2 separate regions of the Pan troglodytes genome follow, and region 1 is linked to region 2. Evidence: chromatin contacts called from public HiChIP or PLAC-seq data. All regions are on one chromosome and are shown on one strand. The core of a region is the stretch at or near the end of the contact, and the rest is flanking DNA. Distances in the headings are between cores, read along the strand shown. Region 1 holds the start of CTF1 (cardiotrophin 1). Region 2 holds the start of RNF40 (ring finger protein 40).

What was found. HiChIP or PLAC-seq counts read pairs in DNA pulled down with a chosen protein or histone mark.
Region 1: a contact with region 2 is called in an H3K4me3 HiChIP or PLAC-seq map of stem cell-derived excitatory neurons, with 6 times the contacts expected there. The contact joins the promoter of CTF1 here to the promoter of RNF40 in region 2. A contact is called at or near these places in 1 of 7 Hi-C or Micro-C datasets (stem cell-derived neural progenitor cells) and 1 of 1 datasets of contacts at active chromatin or transcription factors (stem cell-derived excitatory neurons).

What each region holds. Positions count from the first base shown.
Region 1 is chr18:34,920,305-34,925,311 of NHGRI_mPanTro3-v2.0_pri, forward strand. It overlaps CTF1 (cardiotrophin 1), which reads left to right and starts at 3,245. Exons shown (of 3, transcript XM_523348.8): 1 at 3,245-3,321. The coding sequence starts at 3,297. It overlaps BCL7C (BAF chromatin remodeling complex subunit BCL7C), which reads right to left and starts at 828. Exons shown (of 6, transcript XM_016929717.4): 1 at 488-828. The coding sequence starts at 579. MIR762 (microRNA mir-762) reads left to right here and starts at 539; the gene lies at 539-613. It overlaps LOC104002578 (a long non-coding RNA gene), which reads left to right. Exons shown (of 2, transcript XR_674931.4): 2 at 1,189-1,861.
Region 2 is chr18:34,786,019-34,790,788 of NHGRI_mPanTro3-v2.0_pri, forward strand. RNF40 (ring finger protein 40) reads left to right here and starts at 2,583. Exons shown (of 20, transcript XM_016929710.3): 1 at 2,583-3,378; 2 at 3,493-3,695; 3 at 4,136-4,303; 4 at 4,436-4,577. The coding sequence starts at 3,564. CFAP119 (cilia and flagella associated protein 119) reads right to left here and starts at 3,254. Exons shown (of 9, transcript NM_001246401.1): 1 at 2,571-3,254; 2 at 2,221-2,252; 3 at 1,626-1,691; 4 at 1,304-1,473; 5 at 672-742; 6 at 360-476; 7 at 196-265; 8 at 30-119. The coding sequence starts at 2,777.

The DNA of each region.
Region 1 (5,007 bases), core at 1,995-4,494, 130 kb after region 2:
GTACCTGCAGAGGTTGAGGAGGCACAGGAGGATAGCAACAGTTTTGCTAATGGGGCATAGTTACATGGAGGAAGAGAGTCCTGCAAACCCCAGGGCATAGGCGGTGGGTGCCTCTAGAGAGAGGATATGATTTGGGGCTCTGGCTCTGTGGACCCCTGGGGCACACATGGGGGGGCGTGGCTATGGGCCTGGCCCGGGATCAGAGCCCTGCAGATCCCGGGGCGCACTTGCAGGAGGGGTGTCAAAGCTTTAGGGGGCGGGGCACAAGAGGGGGCTCCCGCTCTGGGAGGACACGGCTGGGGATCACGCTTTGTAGACCCCCAGGAGTAGCCAGGCGAACGGGGACAGAGCCCTGTGGATCCAGGGCAAAGCTAGTGGGTGGAGATACACCGAACACCCGGGGCCCAGAGCTGGCGAGGGCAGCGTAGACGCCTTTGGTGCTGGTGGTCCCGCCGTGTCCCGTCCCTGGCCCCCGAGCAGCGCTCACCATCTCCGGACCTTCTCGATGGTCGCCATCACCTTCTTGATGTCATCCTTGGCCCGGCTCCGGGTCTCGGCCCGTACAGTCCGGCCGGCCATGCTGGCGGGGCTGGGGCTGGGGCCGGGGCCGAGCCCGCGGCGGGGCCGCCTCCCGTCCGGCGGGCTCAGGCTCGGCGCCAGGCCCAGGCGCCGCGCTCTCGGCCTGCCGTCCCCCCGGGAGTTGGCCGCGCCCTCTCTCGTCCCCAACGCCTCCGCGAGTCCCCGCCCCGTTTCCTGCCGCCGCGCCCCGCCCCGGCCTGTCCCCGGAGCGGCCCGGTGGCGCGGGCGGCCAGAGCCCAGGCCTGGAAGCCCGGCCGGCCCCGCCCCGACCCGGGCCCGCCCCCTTGGAGCGCCTGGACGCGGAGCGCCCCCTGCCCGCCGCCGAGAGCGGGAGTTGGGGACGGACGCGCGAGTTGGGGACGGAGAGCGGGAGTTGCGACCGGACGCGCGAGGCAGGGCCGAGGCCGTGTGTTCAGACCACGTGGGCGCGGGGTGCGCGACAGGGTCTGTGTCCTGCGCTGCGTGAGCCGCGGTGGGTGTCCGCGAAACGCTGTGTGTGGAGTGCGTGCGTGTGTCCGCCCTCGCCAGGCTCTTGGTCTACACCGCCCAACTTACTCAGTCATCCATTCATTCAACGGTCTTGTTAACTGAGTGCCAATTACGCTCCAGGCGCTGCGAATACGAGTGGGTCTCCACCACCAGAATGGCTAAAGTGAAAAAGACCGCACCGTGTGGAGGCGAGAAAGTAGAGCGACTGGACCTCTCTTGTATTTCTGGGGGAGTGTAAATTGGTAGAGACATTTTGGAAAACTGGCAGTTTTCTAATGAAGCCGAACATATGCCACCTCTGTGATCCAGCAGTTCCACTCCTAGGCTGTCAACACCCAGCAGAAATGTGTAGGTGTGAGCATCAAGAGGGTGCATGGGAATGTTCAGAGCCCTTTCATAACAGCCCCAAACTGGAAATAACCCATCAACAGAATGGAAAATGAATGATGCCCTACTCACTACCATGCACATAGACACAGCAACGGGATTGACATGCCCGGCTACACACAGCAACATAGACAAGTCGCATGATGAAATCTTGAGTGACAGAAGCCAAATACAACAGTACATACTAGATGGTTCCAGGTGTATTACGTTCAGAACCAGACAAAACTAATTTATAGTTCACCAAAGTCAAGATAGTGGTCGCCCTTAGGGTTGGGAGGGGACGAGGGGAGAGCTTCTGGGAGCTGATCCAGTTCTGTTGTGTAATCTGGTGCTGGTTCCCTGGGCATATGTATTCTGTGAAAATCCATCACATGACTTAAATAAAATGTACACTACTTAAATAAAATGAGTGTGTCTTGGTTGACTTTATTTGAGGCTGGCTTGTCAGCAGATAAGACCATGTCAAAATTTGTGCTGCTGTTGTGTGTGTGTGTGTGTTTCAAGGTGTGGCTGTTGTGTCTGTGAATTTGGGCGTGACCATGTCCAGAGGTTAAGGGTATAAGGGGTTAGGAGCATGGTTAAGACAGCATTTTTTTGAGCCAAGCTGCTTAGGTAAAATCCCAGCTGTGCTACACCTAACTGTGTTACCCTGGACAAGTCACTTCTCTCTATTCCGCATCTATAACACAGGAGTTAGTTAATATGCATATGGCTCTTAGAACAGTGCCCAGCACATGGTAAATGCCCAATAAATATTTACAGTTAATACACATGTGATTGTGGGCCCTACCAATTGTCTGGCTCAATTCTATCTGCTGTGCCCTCTCCAGTTAAACTCTTTCTTCCTTTATTCCAGCAATTGTCTGCTCACGGCGATACACACACCCACTCACACGAACACACGCACACACATGCACGCGCACATGCACACACGCGCACACCTGCACACTCACACGCACACAAATCCACTCGCACACACGCATGCTCACACGCACACACGTCCGCATGCACGCACACACGCAGACACACGCAAGCGCACACACACACGGGCCTCCTCGTCTTCATTCACAAACCCCATTAGCTGCTGTTGTCTATGGGCTTCCTCGACAGACCGCGGGCCCCTCGCGGGGGCCAGAAACCAAGTATGGATCATCCCTATGTGCCTTGCTTTCCGTCTACACCAGGTTAATGGGGTTGACGTATGGGTGTGACTTCCTGTCCAGGTCTCTGTAGCTTGTTCTCCTGGGGGTGGGGTGGGGGGGGGGGGTGTGTGATTGTTACTAGGCCTGCTAAGAAGAGGAGAGCAGTGTATCTGTCTCCCTCCTGGTGGGTGTGACAATGAGATTGGAAGCCATCTAAGATAGGCCAGGAGATATATGTCTGGACAAACGTGCCCCAAGCCTGACGGCCCCCATCGTAGCCTCCCTCGCAAGCCGCGCCCCAGACTAGAGAGAGGGCCTGCGCATTCCTGTCCTGCCAGTCCGGCAGTTCCCTCTCCTGTCTCCTCAGCTTTACACCCAAAGCAGCCCCTGCCTCAGGTCCAAGCCTGAGCCCGCGGCAGAACATTGGGCTGCCTCCCAGGCCCTGACACCCCCAGCCCCGAGGTCCTGTCCACCCGGCAGACAACTTGCCTTCCCCCTCGGGCCCCTTCCCCCACTAGGCCCCACGGACGAGGAGCTGAGCTCAGGGCCAAGGAATCCTGTCTCAAAAGGGGGGGTAGGATGAAATGTTTGGGGTCTGGGCTCTGATTGGCTGCGCCCGGGCCACGCCCCCAGCCCTTTCCCCTTTCTCCCCCCTCGAAAGGGGGGCGTGAAGGGAGCCGGGATCAGCCAGGGGCCAGCATGAGCCGGAGGGAGGGAAGTCTGGGTAAGGGGCTGAGGGACCGGACGCCGGGTCGCTGAGGGGCGCAGGAGTCAGAGGGATTGGGAGCTGGGGGTCTGGGTTTCCGCCACCCCCGGGTCCGGGAGGGGAGCGGCCTTGGCGGGGAAGGGCAGGGCTCCGGTGTCAGGTAACGAGTGAGCGGGTGAGTTGTGAGAAACAGCAGGCGCTAGGGTTTAGAGGAGGCCTGGGGCTGAGGTTTCAGGGACCTGGGCTCAGGGCTTAGATCACCGGTTCGAGTACACCCAGGGGGAGGACTGGGGTCGGGGCTGGGGCAGGACCCCTGCGTCCACTGAGTCTCGGGAAAGAATCAGAGCTGGGGGGCTGAAGGAAGGGGTAGAGTACGGGAAGACAGTCTTGGAGTCACAGGAAGTAGTGAGTGACAACAGGAGACGAAAGTCTGGGCTGCTGAGGATCGCGACTGGTGCTGGGAAACTTCGGGGGTGGGGCGGGGGCGGGGCACCGGGTCAGGACTACATTCCCCAGCACGCATCGGGCGCGCGCTGTGCGTTTCGGGAAATGGAGTCCCTCCCGGGGCCAGACACTGGCTCTTGCGGACCTTGATTCGCTGACTAGCCAGGCCAGCGCCTTGCATGGATGGGGCATCAGGGAGAGAAATGGAAATGGAAGTCAGTCTCCCTATCTGTAAAATGGGCCTTCAAGGCACATTTTGATATGAAGTTCTGTACTTCGATGATGTTGAAGTCCACTAGCAGTCACTGAGGTAGAAATATGTAAGTCCTGTCCTCAAAGGGCTCTCAGGCTAAGGCAGATACACACAGAAAAGCCATTAAAAGAGCTACCCTGGAACTCATGCAAATGGCCTTAAGTCAAAGGAAGGAGTTCGTTTATAAAGGAGAAGTGATTCTGGAGGCTTCACTGAGGAGGCAGTACAGTCATGCACTGCATAACAACATTTGGTCAACAGGTGGACCGCACAGACAATGGAGGTCCCATAAGATTCTATGCATTTTTAGCCTGGGCAACATGGCGAAACCCTGTCTCTACAAAAAAATACAAAAATTAACCGGGCGTGGTGGCGCATGCCTGTAGTCCCAGCTACACAGGAGACCCAGGCAGGAGGATCGCTTGAGCCCAGGAGGTCGAGGCTGCAGTGAGCCAAGATTGCACCACTGCACCCCATCCTGGGCGAAAGAGCGAGACTCCGTCTCTCTCTCTCTCTCTCTTTTTCTCTTTTGGGATGGAGTCTTTCTCTGTTGCCAGGCTGGAGTGCAGTGGCCTCGGCTCACTGCAACCTCTGCCTCCTGGGTTCAAGCAATTCTCCTGCCTCAGCCTCCCAAGTAGCTGGGACTACAGGCGTGTGCCACCAAGTCCAGCTAATTTTTTTTTTTTTTTTGTATTTTTAGTAGAGACGAGGTTTCATCATGTTGGCTAGGATGGTATTGATCTCTTGACCTCGTGATCCACCTGCCTCAGCCCTCCAAAGTGCTAGGATTACAGGCGTGAGCCACTGCGCCCGGACAATTTTTTTTTTTTTTTTTTTGAGACGAAGTCTCGGTCTGTCACCCAGGCTGGAGTGCAGTGACCTGATCTCAGCTCAATGCAACCTCCTCCTCCCAGGTTCAAGCGATTCTCATGCCTCAGGCCCCCTGGTAGCTGGGATTACAGGCACCCACCATCATGCCTAATTTTTGTATTTTTAGTAGAGACAGG
Region 2 (4,770 bases), core at 1,333-3,832:
AGGGCAGCCTGCCCTCTCCAGATCCTCACTTGGCTCTGGCTCTGGCGGGGCCACTGTCTCTAGTTCCTCTTTCTGCGGGGTAACTGCCTGCTCCTCCATCTCCTTGCTTTCTTCTTTCTCTGCAAACCAGAAGCAGGAAGAGACTGTGGCCCCACGCCTGGCCCAGCCCAGCCCTGCCCTGGCACTCTCCCTTACCCGTCTCACTCTCTGGCCACAGTTTGGGTGGCTGTAGCCCCATGTAAGTCAAAGACAGATCCAGCCGCACCTGGGAAGCAAGGCAGAGGGAGGCTGAAAGGAGTGCACCTGTGCTGAGGGGAGGGGCGGTTGAGGGTGGCTCCTCATGGTCCACCACCCCCTACCTGGGGTGTGAAGACGTATTTATAGAGCTTGAAGTGGCGGAAGTAAGTGTTGACCACGTAGTCTTCCAAGGCCAGCAGCTGTTGCTCTTTGAAGAGGTCGATGCTGAAAGGAGGCCGCTGTGGTGGTGACTCGGAATTAGAACCCTGACTACCTTCCGGAGCCCTGGCTTTGCCTCCAAAAGCCCAGCAACAGGAGCAAGGAGAGCCCACTGGGGTCTTCACAAGAAGATAAGGGTGATGAATGTGAGAGAGACTGAGTGAGACCTTGTCTGGGGATGGGTAAAGGTTCCAGAATGTTCCAGGGGAACTGACCCTGACTCCATGGCAAAAAAGGACACTGGTGAAGTAGCGGTAGCACTCCTCCACGTTGCCCAAGGGGGTTGCTGGTAGGGAAAGCAAGATGCAGCAGTGAGGCCCTCTCTGGTATCCATTCATTCACTTCACTCAACAGCTGTTTATGACCATGAGCTTCAGAAGCAGACAGATCTGGGTTTCAGCACTGGCTTGTTTCCTTAACTCATGTAACAAATATTGAATACCCACTATATGCCCACTGTATGCTGTTTTAGGCACTGAACAAGACAGACAAGGTCCTGCCCTTACGAAGCTTATATTCTAGGGGAATAAACCAAGAAATAGATCATTTCAGCTATTAAACATTCTGAAGCAAGAGCTATTAAACATTCTAAAGCAGGTGTTATTGTGCACTATGCATATATTTGCATATATTATTTCTCAGGACAGTCCTGTAAAATGTGTGCTGTATCCTTAATTTCTAGATAAGGAAGCAGTGGATTGGAAAGCTGATGGCTTGTGTATGATGATGCTACTAATAATGACATATTCCAGGCAGAAATCCCCTGCTTCTGCTTCCCATGGTCACTTGTGCCAGCCCCGGTTCCTCTTCTCCCTGAGGCTCAAACCTGGTAGCTGCCCCCTCTCACCAATACAAGCCTTGTGAAGATCCTGGAGCAGGGCACAAGCTGCTGACGTCTGCTCCAGTGAGAAGCCCTGCTGGCGGCAGAAAATGAGCGCGTGGCATAAGAGGTCCAGGGTGATGGCGTCCCGCAGGCTCTGCTCAGGACACCCTAGCTCCAGCAGCTCAGCCAGCACCCTTCGGAGGGAGAGAGGAGTGAGTGACAACTGGGCCTCCTTTCATCACCCTACACCCACCACATGCTTTGGAGTCAGCCATTCCTCATGTTTTCCCAACCTGACCCCTCAGCCTTTGCCAAGAGCTCTTCCCACGCCCCCCTCAGTCCCTACTCCCTCATCTCCTCAGCATTGGTGGTCTTCTCCAGCTGGTGCATGGAATGGACGTCCAGGTACTTCCTGTTATAGTAAAAGAAAAAGAGTATTGGTGGCCGTTACCTATCATGACAGGGCTGTGACAGCTAGTGCGTGAGACTGGGAGTTGGCCACCGGCGTGAAGCTGGGCTCTTTTGCCAGCTTGCTGTGTGACTATGCAAATCGTTAACTCTCTGGGCCTAAATGAACTCTTATGAGCCTCTCCATTTCTAAAGCCTAGGGTTAGGAATCTTGAATTCTTTTTTCTGCTCTGCCACTACCTTGTATGACCTTGGTCAAGTACTCCCTGTGGCCCTCAGTGTCCCCCTCTGTACAATACTCCTTAGCGGCCATGAGACTCCATTTACATTCTGTCTTTGGCTCTTTTTTTCTCACACTGCCTCCTCTTTGGACTGGAGAGGCTGGAAAGCCAACTTCCAGTCACCTGGAGTAATTGCATCTCCAGGCCTCAGTCTCATCTGTAAAATGGGGATGCCCTGGCCACAGACAGGACTGTTGGGGAGACAATAAAGAACGCAAATATTCAGTGTAATTTTTGTCTCTTCACACTCACCACATGCAGATCCGGGGCCGGGGCAGCGGCGGCTGCGGAAAGAAAGCGAATTGGGGAAGGCAGCTGCGGTGTCCTGGCCCGTAGCGAATCTCCAGCAGGCCGGAGAAGCCGCTGTAACTTGCCATCTCATCTCAAGGACTAAGAAGGAGAGGCGCGGGCGAGGGAGGGCTTCAGCAGGCCCTAGGTGCTCTACGCGAGCACAGTAACCACCGGGGTCACACACCCCTGCCTCTGCTCGCCCAAGCAGCCCGGGAGACGTCCCGAACGTTAGTAAGCATAATGACAGGTGGCGCCTGCGGGGGAGCCGGTTTATAAACATTCACGAGCAGACCAGACTGTCCCGCCCTCACCGGAAACAAGTTGGCTCCAGGGCCTTCATCCGCTTTCGTCGCCGCCGCCGCCGTCGTCCACTGAGTCCGCACACTCGCACGCGTCCGCGCGGCCGACCCATGCACTGAGCTGCGATCCTTCCCCGCTTCCCGCCGCAGCTCGGAGAGATGTTCAAGCTCCGACTGCACCCTCATTCCCAAAAAGTGGCTGGTCTTGCGGTTGAGCATCTCGCCGCTCTTCCGTGCCGCGGGGCGCCCCGGGCTCCCGCCGCCTAGGTTCCAGGACAGCCAGCGCTCGGTCGGCGGCTACCAAGGCCGGGCCCGTTCGCCTCGCTCCGGCCAATCTACGCGCGGAGAGGCGCGGCGGGGCGAATCCGTGGGGGCGTCTCCCTCCGTCTCAACGGCGACGGTTGCCACGGGGGCTTGTGAGGGAAGGAAGGCGGAAAGCGCAGGCTCACGCCAGTGGGTGCGAAGAGAACGCGCAGATACGTAAGAAGTTGCGAGTGCCCACCTGGGCGCCCTCTCTTCCAGGTTGCTAATACGAGGGCCGGCGCTGTCCTCCAGGCTGGGAAGTGGGAGCGCGGTGTCAGTTACTATGGGAACTGCCTCTTGGCCAATCACCGAGAGAAAGAGGAGGTGTTTGGGAAGAAGCCAGAGGACCCGAGTGGCGGGACCAAGCGTAACCAATAGAAGCAGAAGATAAAGGAGTTTCCTCACATCCGGGGCTGCCTTTGGCGCCTGCGCCCTGCGCACCGTTGGGGGGGGCCAGTGACGTCCAGTGACGTCCGGTGAAATCCAAGATGGCGGCGCTAGGCTGACCCTGCTGCTGGTGAGGGCTCTGGCGCCGGGGGGGACGGGATCCAGCAGGTGTGTGCAGGGTGGAGGGTGTTTGGGGCTGTGGAACACCAGCCGTTCCCACATCTCTGCTCTGTGTCTTCTGCAGGTGACGGAAGTACCGCCTCCTCCCGTCTGACGCCCCTCAGGGGACCCTGCGCCGCTCCAGCCGCCGCGGCCATGTCTGGGCCAGGCAACAAACGCGCCGCCGGCGACGGGGGCTCAGGGCCCCCGGAGAAGAAGCTGAGTCGTGAGGAGAAGACCACCACGACTCTTATCGAGCCCATTCGTCTTGGAGGCATCTCTTCCACGGTTCGTGGGCTCTTGCCTTAACCCTCAGGACTTCCCAGAGCCCTCCCTCTGTTCTCTGGCCAAACTGTGCGGAATCTTACACCCACTTCCCCAGGTTTAGCAAGGTCCGCGTTACAGGACCTTGAAAGAAAGGTCAGAAAGAAGCTCAGAACACGACGCCTGTCTTCCTTTTACAGATAGGAAAACAGGTTTCCAGGGGGCGTGTGACTTGTCAAAGACTAAGGATTTTCAAGGGGACAGGCAGAAACAACGTGAGCCTCCTCACAACAAAGACACTTTCGCTGTGTGTTGTCTGAGCCTCCTTAGATTCTGTTAGCGGTTAGTGTGGGAATACCTCCATCTCCCATGCATTGCAGATGCTCTGCTCCTCTCTCTCTCTCTGTGATTGGTTTGTGGGCCGTGCTTGACGCTCTCGTCGGCCCCTTTGTTTCCTTTGGTAGGAGGAGATGGACCTGAAGGTACTACAGTTCAAGAACAAGAAACTGGCAGAGCGGCTGGAACAACGGCAGGCTTGTGAAGATGAACTCCGAGAACGAATTGAGAAGTTGGAGAAGCGGCAGGCCACAGATGATGCCACACTCCTCATCGTCAATCGTTACTGGGCCCAGGTGGATACCTTCTGCTTTCAAAGAACAGGCCTTGATTCAGCTGCCAATCTCCAGATTCCCCTGCTAGGAAAGGAGTATCATGTTGGAAAGCACTAAGGGATTCATAACATTTTTGATGTTTTCTCGTTCCAGCTGGATGAAACTGTGGAAGCCCTTCTCCGATGCCATGAGAGCCAGGGGGAGCTGTCTTCAGCGCCTGAGGCACCTGGGACCCAGGAGGGGCCAACATGTGATGGGACTCCTCTCCCAGAGCCGGGGACATCAGAGCTGAGAGGTAGGACCAGAGTGCTGGGATCTGGGGAGCTTAAGTTCTGGGAGAAGTCCTGGGGAGGAGGGGACTTTGGTGTTGGGCCCCTGAATTGCCTATCTTACTACTTCTCACGAAATGGATTTCATGTTTGGGCAGTAAAGTGCAGTGCACAAAAACACAGGCTTTAGACTCTGACTAACTTGGTTTATAGAGCAAT